Regions from separate parts of the Mus musculus genome. Here all the other regions are linked to region 3. Evidence: chromatin contacts called from public Hi-C data. All regions are on one chromosome and are shown on one strand. Each heading gives the region's core, a stretch centred on a gene start, on an enhancer-like site or on the middle of the called end of the contact. The rest is flanking DNA. Distances are from core to core; before and after follow the strand shown.

Region 1 (4,182 bases), core at 980-3,479, 140 kb after region 3:
TTCTCCTGGAAACTGTCATTGATTTACTGTGCTTGGCTCTGGTGGCTGAGATCCACTCCTGCAGGGATGGGTCGGAGTGGGGGAGCTGTTGGGATGGACTCATCCATTATTCTGCTTTCTCTTTCTCACTGTTACTTCTTCTCCTGATAGGAGGGCACTCACATGCCCTGCTCCCCAGTTTCAGGGATGGTTATGTATAGATAGTTTCCTAATCTTTGTAAATCTACATCAAATAGTATTTGTAAGTGCTTTTGTACATTGTGTTTTTGATTTTTGAGTCTGTGAGCACCTCTTACTCCCCTGGAGCTTTTTAACCTCGAGCTTTCTAGATAGTTTTACTTCTCCTTAATGCATGTGAGTGGCATGCACAGAGAGGGGCAGACAGGCAGGGTTCTAGCTGTATAGAATCTGGGAACCACTAATGAGATGAGGCATTTAATACGATCTCCAGTTGCATCATTTCCCTACAAACAGCATGCATTCATTCTTTATGGTATACATATTCTATATTATCTGTTTTCCTGTTCTTGGACACCTAGGTTAATTCTAGCTTTTATGGATGCTGGCACAGTAAACATTGATATGCAGGTGTCTCAGTGATGTGACTTGGAGTGCTGTAGCTGGGTCATATGGATGATCCATTGTTTTTGTTAGTTTGTTTTGGGATACCTCCATATTGACATCTACAATGGCAAAATAATTTTATACCAAGATAATTCTCGCCATATACGTCCCACTTGGCATTCTGTTAACAGTGTGGCAGGTTAAATGGTGTTCCTCTTAAGTTCATATCTGCCCAGCAGCTCAGAATATGACCATATTTGGAAATCGCTTTTTGGCAGTTATAATCAGTTAAGGATGGACTGAAACAGGTGAGGGTGTCTCTTCATGGCAGTGACTGGGTTCCAGACACACAGTAAGCTGTCATGTGAAGCTGAAACTTCTAGAACCTGAAAGAGAGGAAGATAGTTTGGCCAGAGCCAGATTTCAGACTTCTGGATTGTTTTTGTGTCTTTTTAGAACCAATGCCAATATGGCCAACAGAGATTTGCCGAATCCTATACTCCTGGAAGAAGTTTACACTTTGTGAAGTGTCTACAGTAGTGGTTCTTAACCTGTAGGGTTTGACCCCTTTAGAGGTCAGAAAAATCCTTTCACAGAGGCCAGGTATCCTACAGAGCAGGTATTTACAACAGTTGCAAAATTACAGTTATGAAGTAGCAATGAAAGTAATTTTATGAGGTGACTGGAGAGATGGCGGTTAAGAGCACTGACTGCTCTTCCAGAGGTCCTGAGTTCAATTCCCAGACAACCACATGGCGGCTCACAACCATCCTCAATGGAATCCAATGCCCTCTTCTGGTGTGTCTGAAGACAGCAACAATGTACTCATATACATAAAATAAATAAATAATTCTTATGAAAAAAGTCAAAAGAGTTATGTTATTTAAAAAAATAAAATAATTTTATGGTTGGAGTCACCACAGTGTGGGGAACTGTATTAAAGGGTCGCAACATTAGGAAGACTGAAAACTTACTGGCATAGCTGACTGTCACCTGTTGTTCCATCAAAGTGAAATTTCCAGTTCCGTAGACCCACCAGTACTTGTCCATCCCTGTCCCGCTGGAGGACTTAAGAACCAATTGCACCTCTGAGGTATTTATTTGTTCTCTGTTACCTGTCTGAATGATTCATTCAGGGCATCACCAACTTCTATGAAGAGTGTAGGATGGTGCTGCGTAGCCATGTTCTTTTAGTTCAGTGGACATTTGAGGCATTAGCTCAGGACGTCAGGATGAGGAGGAAGTGAAGTTGAAGCATAGTCACTGAGAGCAAGAAAAGGTTGTGTGCAGGGGTGGGGGGTTGGGGGTGGGGCGGGCAAGCAACTTTCAGCTCAGTAGAAAGGACACAGATTCCTGAGGTACCGATCCAGTCCTCTTTTTGTTCCCTACCCCATGTTCTGAACTGCACACTGAACCGACCAGCTCTTCATGCTGTGAAATGCAATTATGCAGCAGTGATGAGGTCACAGGAAGTGGTGACAGAGGTCCTGACATGATTGGTTCCTGCTGTCTTGAACTTAAACATGATGCTGTTTGGCTGCATCTCTTGGATCAGGGGTCCTCTTATTTGCTGTTGAGCACTCCCTGACCGTGGAGGGATTGGCTCAGTGTAGATGGAACCTTCCATCTCCAAAGCAGTGGTGCCAGCAGGCGGTGAGAAGGGATGTCGAAAGCTGGGCAGTGCCTCCACAGAGAATCTCCAGCGTTTCATCAGCAGGGCCTCCCAACACAGACGGGCTGGGGAAATGAAACCAATTTGCAGTAGAGAACCACTCAGCAAGCGTTACATGTTTTTTGTGTACATTTAGGAAGACTGTGCTTGTGTTCAGAATTAAAAGCCACAGGCTCCTCCCCTACCCAGGATGTGTCCTGTTTGAACCTGGCCATTTGGGGTCTAAGGGACTGCCTCTGGGTAGCTGGGCATTAGAAGGAAGGCAGGAAGAATTTCTGAGTTTGTGTTCTAACAGGAATCCCTTACTTGACTTAACTGACTCCTTGGTATAGCCTTTTGGTCTCAAGATTGTTAATAGCGAAATTATTCTGAGTCTTAATTTGGAAACTAAGAGTCAGAACATAAAAATGACTCACTTGTAGTCAGTCCTACAGGGAATCCATTACTAGGGCTTTTAAAAACTTTTTGTTTGTTTGTTTGTTTAGTTAGTTTTTTGTTTTTTGTTTTTTTTTGTTTTGTTTTGTTTTAGACAGGCTGTCTGTGTGAATTCCTGGCTATCCTGGAACTTGCTTTGTAGACCAGGCTAGTCTCGAACTCAGACATCTGCCTGCTTTCGCTTCCTGAGTGCTGACACTGAAGGCATGTGCCACTATGCCTGGCTAAAAATTATTTATTTTAAATTATGTGGATAGGTGTTTTGCCTGGTTGTCTGGCTGTGTACTGTGTGCATACCTGGTACCCAGGGAGGCCAGTTGAGAGTGTCAAGTTTCCTGGAACAAGAGTTATATATGTTATGCAAGGAATCAAACCTGGGTCCTCTGGAAGAGTAACCAATGCTCATAACTGCTGAGTCGTCTCTCCAACACCCGCTCCCACCTGGGTCATATTTAAGGCTACAGAAATAAATGGGGAAGGGCATTAGTGTGTGGATGCAATCTTTGAATGTTGGGGAGGGATTTTCCGATTTCTGCCATTTAACTACAGATCAGGTAGTTGTTGTAGTTGGTCATCCATTACACATGTATACCTTTATATGCACAGTGGAATGCAGCGGTAGCCATGTTTTCTCTTTCATCTTACAACCTCATACAATGTAAATAGCTTAGTCGTTACATAATTTTCACTTGTGCTTACTGAAGATTGTATATTTCCTGTTCTTAATATAAAATGTAGACGATAGCATTTTATAATCTCCATCTCAGACATCTCCATTTGCTTCATCTGGGAAGCCCTTTTCGTGATGTACAAATGATGTTCTTGTTTGTGTTATTTTTCCTGTGTTGGAAATAAGGGATGAAAGCTTCCCCAGCCCTGCACTGTATCACAGACAATCCAGTTTTGTCTTAATAAGGGAAGATGGAGTTTGGGCTTCTCTCTGACAGTTCTATATCCTTAAGAACACTACACGCTGTCCACAGAGCATCCATCACTGCCCAGACCAATTGCTTGGAGGTTGTCAATGTTGCCCATCGTCTCCGTCTGTGGACCCTGCACAGCTGGCTCTGAGCGCCAGCCCGTCGCCCATCCTGAAGCAGACAGGGCTAATCAGCATGATGACCAATATGGCCTCCATTCTTTATGGGCATTCACTAAGTGGATTTTCTTTATTTAATACCCACATGGAATCACTGTTGGGGAGCTGGGGATTTTAACTGAACCCTGTGCTAGAATAGAACTCAACAAAACGTTGTTCTGTCCATTAATACAAAAGCTTTTTAGGTTTGGGTACCCTGAGCCCATTAACTGAATGGTGTTCGCCACTCTAGAATAATTTTGTAGGTGATTTTCTATGGCATTGTGAACAGACTCAGGGCAGGCCAACAGAAAATGAATTCTATGGCTTTTATTTTATTTTATTGGGGGGTGGGCTTTTTTGTTTCATTTTGTAGTGTCTTGGCATTTTTTTCTTATGAGTATTTTGCTCATTTGTGTGGCTTTTTTTGTGG
Region 2 (3,849 bases), core at 358-2,857, 180 kb after region 3:
ACCTTTGCTCTACAGTGACTGCCAATGAATTAGAGAAAGTCGGGGGCAGCTTAGTGAGACCAGGACACTGTAAGGAAAATACTTGGTTTTAGGTTTTCCTACCTGCAACTAACTGTGCATGAGCCTGGTGGGAAGAGATCTAACCAGAAGCCTAGGAGAGCCCAGTGCCATCCTGGTCATCTCATGCGACCCTTTGTCAGTGTCGGGCAGCTAATTCTCCCGGTCCCGTCTTCACTGTATGTGAAAAGGAGTTAGCAGAGGAGAAATGCATTAATTTCAGGAATTTTCTTCAACCAGGGCTGGGAGATGCTCAGAGGTTAAGGTACTTGCCACACAAACATGAGGACCGGAGTTTGGAGTTCAGCACCTATGCTGAAAAACAAAAATAAAAACCTATAAGCCTACATGGGAAGGTGGGGACAGGAGGATTCCTGGAGCTCACTAACCAGCCTGTTATGTAAATCAGTATGTGAATATGTGAGGGACTTTATCTCAAACACTAAGGTGGAGAGAGATAGAGGCAGACTTCCAACAGGAACCTCTGTCTCCCACAGACATATACAAACAAACAGGACCATAAATATGCACACATGTACACACACACACACACTCCTTTGGCCTTCGTGATATTGTGTTATGTCACCTGGATTGTGATGGGTGTTCCTTTCCTTTGCTGCTGGCCACGTGTCCAGCAATTATTCTGGCTTTGGTCTGACAAATGTCACTGCAGTCTGGTCTCATTGTAAGCCGAATACTCACACCAACCAAATCGTCTTTCCTGGGCCATCTGACCATCTGACAGCTGACGTAAGGTGTATCGCTTCAGACTCTCCTTTCCCAAGATGAATCCGGCACCTTTCAGTGGTTCGTGTCCCCTTGCTCTGATTCTAAATTAAAATAAGCTCATTATGCCTAGTAGCAATTATCTCTCCTCTTGCATTTGATTTAGTTTTTAATTAGACCAGATCTAGTCTAGGTAATGAAGCTTTCTCATTTACTGTAGCTACTTAATTGTACATGTTCTTGTTCCTACTGTATTGGTGAAAATCCTTAGGAGGTGAGACCCTTCTTAATTAAAACAAACCTGCAGGGCCACACTGCTGATTTATACATTGAATGTTGGATGTTGTTTTTACCTACGTTGTCCCTGGTGACTGGCTAGATCTGGGATAGGGAAACTGTGTGTGTGTGTGTGTGTGTGTGTGTGTGTGTGTCTGTGTGTCTCTGTGTGTCTCTGTGTGTCTCTGTGTGTGTGTTTGCGTATAGCTGTGATCTCTACTATCCACCCAAACAATTAAGAATGTACAAACTTAACAATGGGAAAGTTGAACTTGTAAGAGGGCCAGGCTGAAGAGAACCCTTGGGAATATCAGCCGTGTAATTAGGTGAACATGGCGTGAAGGAGTGTGCACAATGAGTGTATTTAATATAATTTTTAAAAAATTTTTTTAGCATTTGTGTATCATATCAACACAGTTGGGACATTTTAATAAAAATATCTCCTAACTCTCTTCTAGCTTTTCAAGTGATTTCTAGACTCAGTACCACACTAATGAAGATACTCATTTTGAAAAACAGAAACCAGTGCCCAGGCACGGTGGTACATGCCTGGGATCCCAGCACTCAGGATGATCCCTCAAGCTGGAGGCCAGTCTGTGCTACTTAGCAAGTTTTAGGCAGGCCTATATTACATAGCAAGATCCTGTCTCGGGAGGGTGGGGGAGGAAAGGAAAGGAGAGAAGAAAGAAAACAGGCTGGCAAGATGACAAAGTGACTAAAGACACTGTCCACACAAGCTTGGCACCTGAATTCAGTCATCAGAGTCCATGCAACAGTGAAAGAGAGAGCGGACTCTGCAGTTGTTCTCTGACCTCTGCATGTGTTGTGGCATACATGTTCCTGTGTGTGTGTGGGTGCACACACAATTTTAAATTAAAAGAAAAAGTAAGCATCAGAAACAAAAAGACCTTTATACTTTCAGGAAAAGAAAGACTACTCAATGGGACATCTACTCTGAAGATGGGGTAGTAAGTGCCAGAGAGAGACAGAGCTGGAACCAGAGGAAACCCAGGTCTCCCCGTTTGAGTTTGATAAGCTTCATCTCCACGCTAGACTTCCCTATGTCACACACAAAGAACCCCAGGAAGGAACATTGTATCAGAGGATGAGGAAACTACCACATAACAGCTAAGAATCTTAGAATGGCTTTAGGCTTTTCTGTGCTTAGAAAATGATCATAGACAATATGCCATGCATGGGGCTGGAGAGACCATTCAGCAGTTAAGAGCACTTTGGCTGCTCTTACAGAGGATCTGGCTTCAGTTCCCAGCACCCACAACCATCTGTAACTCCAGTCCCAACAGGCACTATATGCACATGGCGCACATGCACACACACAAGCTAATGTTCATACATACAGAATAAAAATGAATCAGTGCTTTTTTTAAAAAAATAGATTTTTTAATTTAAAAAATGAGATTATAATATAATTAATTTCTATCCCTCTTTCCCTTCCTCCAAACCTTCCCATATACATCCTTGTTCACTTGCAAATTCATAACCTCTTTTTTTCGTTACTTGTTACTACTATATATGTATACATACATATATATTCCTAAATATAGCTTGCTCCGTCCATATATTGCCACATGTATGCATGTTCTTCCTAGCTGACCATTTGGTAAATAAACAAATCTTTAAAAACATCAGCATTATTCTTTAATTCACTGAATACCTTCATGTGTGTGAGGCTGCACTAGTGTAGGGAAGACAAAAGGGAGATACCACATCCTAATTCTTAGCAGATTTCTTAGGTCTAGTTTGTATGTTTCTTTAAGCTTGTCTTTAGTATTTATATGTCTGTGCATGTGTTGGTGCATGTGTGAGTAGGAGAGAGACTAGAGGAAGGTATCAGTTCTCTTGGAGTTGAGGTCACGGGATTTTGCCAGCCATTTGATGTTTGTGCTTCAATCTGAGCTGCAGGTCCCACAGTAGAGCCCTAAGTGCCTTTACACACTGAGCCATCTCTATTACGTTAATTGCTGGGTGGGCTATTCAAATACTGAGCAGAAACTGTTTCTAGAAAGATGGGTAGAGTCTGGTACAGGAAGTGATGCTGCTGAGAGAAACTGACATGGTACATGTCAGTCTAAAGAACTCAGAAATCAGCAGCAATGTGAAACATTGTAACAAGGACTCCCTTCATGACCCTCGAAAGCCTGAGGAAAATATTAAGGGGTGTCGAATAAAAGCCTTCCCTAGGCCTTTTGTGTTGGTGAGAGTTACTGGTAAACTTGAGACCTTAGGTCATCTGTCGTAGGTGTGACTTGAATGGAGGTCATGCTCTATGAGTGTAAAGAGTTCACTACATAAGTCTATTCAGTATATTCGTGTGTTTGAAGTTGTTCATAATCAAATTATTGAGGGGATGCCTATGTGTAAGAGTCTGGGTTCAGTTCTCAGCATGGCAAAATTAAAAAATATGGAGAGCAGAGGGCTTAGCTCAATTGGCAGGATGCTTGCTTAGCCTACACAAAGCCCTGATATTCACCTCTAATCCCAGACCCTGAGAGGTGGAGGCAGGGGGTTGGGACTCAAGGCCATTCTCATTTGTTTGAGTCCACAAGCAAATGCTTTTTCACAATGTAGTTGTTTTTATTTTGTGTGTGGATGTTTTACATATGTGTGTGTGTGTGTATACACATACATATATGTATATGTGTTTATATATATATATATATATATATATATATATATATATATATATACACATACATACATACATACATACATACACACACATATAAACTGAGAGCTGTTATTTAGATGCTGGGAATTGACATCCCCCCC
Region 3 (3,773 bases), core at 656-3,155:
TTGGATGGACTTAAAAATTAAATTCATTTTACAATGACACTTTCCCTGAAGCTAGTCTGTTGTTGATGATGTTGTTGTTGTTGCTGCTGCTGCTGTTGTTTTGTGTTCTTTTGAGACAGTGTTTCTTTGTATAGTCCTGGTCATCCTTTGTATAGACCAGGCTGGCATCGGCCTAAACTCCCTGTCTCTGCCTCCAGAGTGCTGAGATTAAAGATGTGCATCAGCTGAAGCTGTTCCTTATAAATGCTTACCCTGTGGTCCCCAACTTTTCAAATTGGGCCCAGGGGAGTCTTGAAGTTTGTGGAGGAGGTTTGATTGTTTGACCTTTGTGTATTGGAGCCTGGAGAGAGGATCTGATGTGGTGGAGTCTTTTCATGCTAACGGGAGCATGCATAACTCCTTGTCCAGTTACGACTTACTTCTAGAAATGGCCTTCAGGGAGCCCAGTGGGGTCACCTGAGTCCTCACCATCTGCTAATGTCTGTACTGAATGTTCTGTAGGGTACAAAGATAAAAGTCGGTGAGGGGGAAAGCCAGGCAGAAGAGAACTGTGATGGTTAATATAGATCGTCAACATGATAGGATATAGAATCACCCAAGAGACAAACTTCACTGTATGTGTGAGGGAGTTTCTAGATTGGATTGCTGTGTGAAGTCACACCCTAAGCATAGGTAACAACGCCGTTCCACTGCCTGGAGTCCTGGACTGAATACAAAAGACAAGCAAGCAGTGTCAGCATTCATTGCTTTGCTCTCTGCTCATGGATGCAATGGGACCTTCCTGCTGCTGGGTCTTTCCCATCACCATGGACTGCCTGAAAACGTCAATCAAAATGAATTCCTTGTGCCTTTAATTGGCTCTGTGAGGTATCTTGTCACAGCCACAAGGAAAGCCTCTAATACTAGAGCCATCTGGTATAAAGTTTCTCATGGTGGGATAAACACTGGGATCCGAGAGTCATTCTGGAGGCTGGAGGTGGTGTGTTGGGTTTTGAGGAAGAAGGAATATTTCTATCAGAAAAATAAGGTAAAAAGAAGCTTCTCTGGAGGGAATGACGTGAGCATAGACCCCATAGTGAGGGCAGGATGTGGGAGGATTGGGGAGAGAGCCTCAGATGCCAGACAACCCCCTGGGACTGGTCTGTGGTGTCTGTCTGTGTGGGAAAGATGGGAACGGGACTGAGTCAGGGACTGGCTGAGAACCTTAGGTTTGAGGGCTCTGGTGTTGAAGTCCATCCTGAAGGTAGAGGAGAAAGTCAAGCACTGGCTATGAGGAAGAAGCTGACCCCATTGAGTCAGTGGTGGCCACCATGTAGGAGGCACGTGGGGGGGGCACATCTGCTCTGAGCCCCTTACTGTTGTTGGCTGATGATGGAGCTGGACACCACTGGCTCTCTCCGTACGTATTGAGAGAGGCAGCAGGAAATGACAGGCCTTACCTTCCAGCGGCTGCTGTGCTAAGGAGATGAACAGTCTTCACGGCATGCTGAGCCCAGTATTATGGGGCTGCCAGTGAGCAGTCCTGGGGTGCTGGTGGGAGGGTAGAGAGCTGGAAGAAGTGGGAGGAGATGCAGCTGATAGCCTGTTTCCAAAAGTGTCATCACAGGGCATGAGGTGTGTGTGTGTGTGGAGTGAATGGTAAAGCTCCTTTTGGGTAGCATAGTCTTCTAATAAATAGTGCAGTGTGTGTGTGTGTGTGTGTGTGTGTGTGTGTTTGGCATGAAGGCTTCTGCTTGGATTCCCAGATGATGAGATGGTCTCATCATCTGCTTCAGGCCACTCTTCATGGCTGTCATGATAATTCTGGAAACTCAGGCATCGTGGAGCCCAGAACATGTGTCCTATGAGAGGCCCACTGGCATGAGTCACTGGGAGTTAAGGACTGATATCAGACAGTGCATTTCAGTTTTGGCTCAGGCCCTTACTGGACAGGAACTAGCAGCTGGATGAAGTGACTAATGCCTGTGGGTAGGCTGGGGATTCCAGCCTCGCTGAGCTTCAGCCCTCAGCCTGGCGGAGGAGCCCCAGTGGCCAGTGGGTTGTCTGGGCTAAATATCAAAGAGCCACCTCTGGAATCTGTTTCCTGGCTTGGCCATCCTCCAGGAGAGGAATGGTACTTCTAAGGGAGCACTCCAGAATTGAAAAGGGTCCCCAGATGCACAGGCTCAGAGGTGGGGGTTTGACGGGGTGAGGTCACCGTGTTTCCATGTTACTCGCTGAAACCCTTTGTTCTTGTGGACTTGGCAAGACTTGTCTTTTCCTGAGCTCTTAACGATAGTTTCCCTGTAAGGCCATTATTGTGAGTCAGTTAAGAGTTGTATGTGCATGCATGTACTGGAACACACATACACACATACGCATATACACAGACAGAGACATACTCATGCATACACAAATACATATTTACCCTCCCAAGTATATATGCAAATAGACATAAACACACATGTGTTTCCAACACGCAAACTTCTAGTTTTGTGTCTTACTTGTTTGTTTTTGATTTTAAAAAGAATTATTTATTTTACATATATGAATGCTCTATCTGCATTCTCCTCTGTGCCAGAGGAGGGCATTAGAGCCCATTATAGATGGTTGTGAGCCACCATGTGGTTGCTGGGAATTGAAACCAGGACCTCTGGAAGCAGACCGCTGAGCTGTCTCTCCAGCTCCCCAGTTTTGCTTATTAAATAACAGACTTAGGAGAGAAGAGGAGACTCTTAGTAGAAGAAAAGGAACTAGAATAATTCCATCATTGGGCCTGTATAATTTTCCTGGGTGTTAGGTCAATGCGTACAGCCTCAAACCAGGTCGAAATGTTATTAAGTATCATAAGTGTCAAATTTTGACTATTATAACTACTGAAGTTGAAATGTTCCTCAAATTCCCTATGTGTAGTCTTAATTCACAATGAAAAAGAACTGGGGAATCAGGCCTGATAGGGAGATTTTTAGGTCATGATCTAAAATCCATGACGCATGGACTACCATGAGAGTAGGTCAGTTATCTTAAAGAGTACTAGGTTTGGGGCTCCGGGGGTAACTTTGTTGGTAAAATGCTTGAGGCATGAGGACTTAGGTTCCCAGCATGGTATGTAAAAAGCCAACATGGTAATACACGCTTGTGTTCCCAAGTAGTGCTGGCTAGCTAGTGTAGCCTAATTGGGGAGTCCTAAGTCCTAGTGAAAGACCCTATCTCAAAACAAAGGAACAGACAAACAGATAGACGGCTCCTAAAGGATGACATGTGAGGCCAACTGCTGGTCTCTATGTGTAGGCACGCATGTACCCACCCATAGCTATGTATATACACCCTTTAGAAGGTTCTGTTGCCAAGGTGACTTCAGCCCCCCCCCCCCACTTGCTCCTTTACTCTTTATGATCCTTCCTCTTCCTAACATGGGATGATACCTCATGAACGCCCTGTATAGATATGGGCCTCATGGCCGTGAACTCCATCCCCTCTAGAACCATAAGAAATAATGTGTTTTATTACTTTTAAAAATAAATCGTCTGGGTTTCAAGTCTCTGTTTTAGCAACACAAAAGGAATGAAGATATTAACTTAAAGTGACAAACTCTGTCTCCAGTGAGATTTTCATAACAGTTTGGATGGCTTGCTCTTACTAATGTGGTCAAGATGCGTCTGGTGAACATGGGGAGGGCTAGAGATTGAGACGTACTGCTCACATCTCTGCCTTTTAGCCATTTCTGGCTGATGGATGACTTGCTTTGATTCAGCCAATGAACAAAATTTTCATAGGGAAGGCAAAGAAAAGAT

What was found. Hi-C and Micro-C count contacts between places; a contact is called where the count stands out from the background.
Region 1: a Hi-C map of muscle stem cells shows a contact between it and region 3, with 2.0 times the contacts expected there. The contact joins two enhancer-like sites. A contact is called at or near these places in 3 of 484 Hi-C or Micro-C datasets (muscle stem cells, myocytes and nephron progenitors).
Region 2: a Hi-C map of muscle stem cells shows a contact between it and region 3, with 1.9 times the contacts expected there. The contact joins two enhancer-like sites. A contact is called at or near these places in 1 of 484 Hi-C or Micro-C datasets (muscle stem cells), 1 of 115 datasets of contacts at active chromatin or transcription factors (cardiomyocytes) and 1 of 9 other capture datasets (pancreatic islet).

Annotation. Positions count from the first base shown.
Region 1 is chr9:67,422,283-67,426,464 of GRCm38.p6, reverse strand. All of the region lies in intron 2 of Tln2 (talin 2), which reads left to right. Among named protein-coding and RNA genes, the nearest start is that of Tln2, 140 kb to the left of the region's middle. Within about 2 kb of position 2,229, at least 26 of the 459 cell types and tissues checked have an H3K27ac peak or open chromatin away from gene starts, as enhancers often do. A contact at or near this core is called in muscle stem cells, where this site is marked.
Region 2 is chr9:67,381,344-67,385,192 of GRCm38.p6, reverse strand. The region is part of intron 8 of Tln2 (talin 2); the gene reads left to right. Among named protein-coding and RNA genes, the nearest start is that of Mir190a, 150 kb to the right of the region's middle. Within about 2 kb of position 1,607, at least 1 of the 459 cell types and tissues checked has an H3K27ac peak or open chromatin away from gene starts, as enhancers often do. A contact at or near this core is called in muscle stem cells, where this site is marked.
Region 3 is chr9:67,564,288-67,568,060 of GRCm38.p6, reverse strand. It overlaps a transcript of Tln2 not described here. Among named protein-coding and RNA genes, the nearest start is that of Tln2, 6.5 kb to the right of the region's middle. Within about 2 kb of position 1,905, at least 84 of the 459 cell types and tissues checked have an H3K27ac peak or open chromatin away from gene starts, as enhancers often do. A contact at or near this core is called in muscle stem cells, where this site is marked.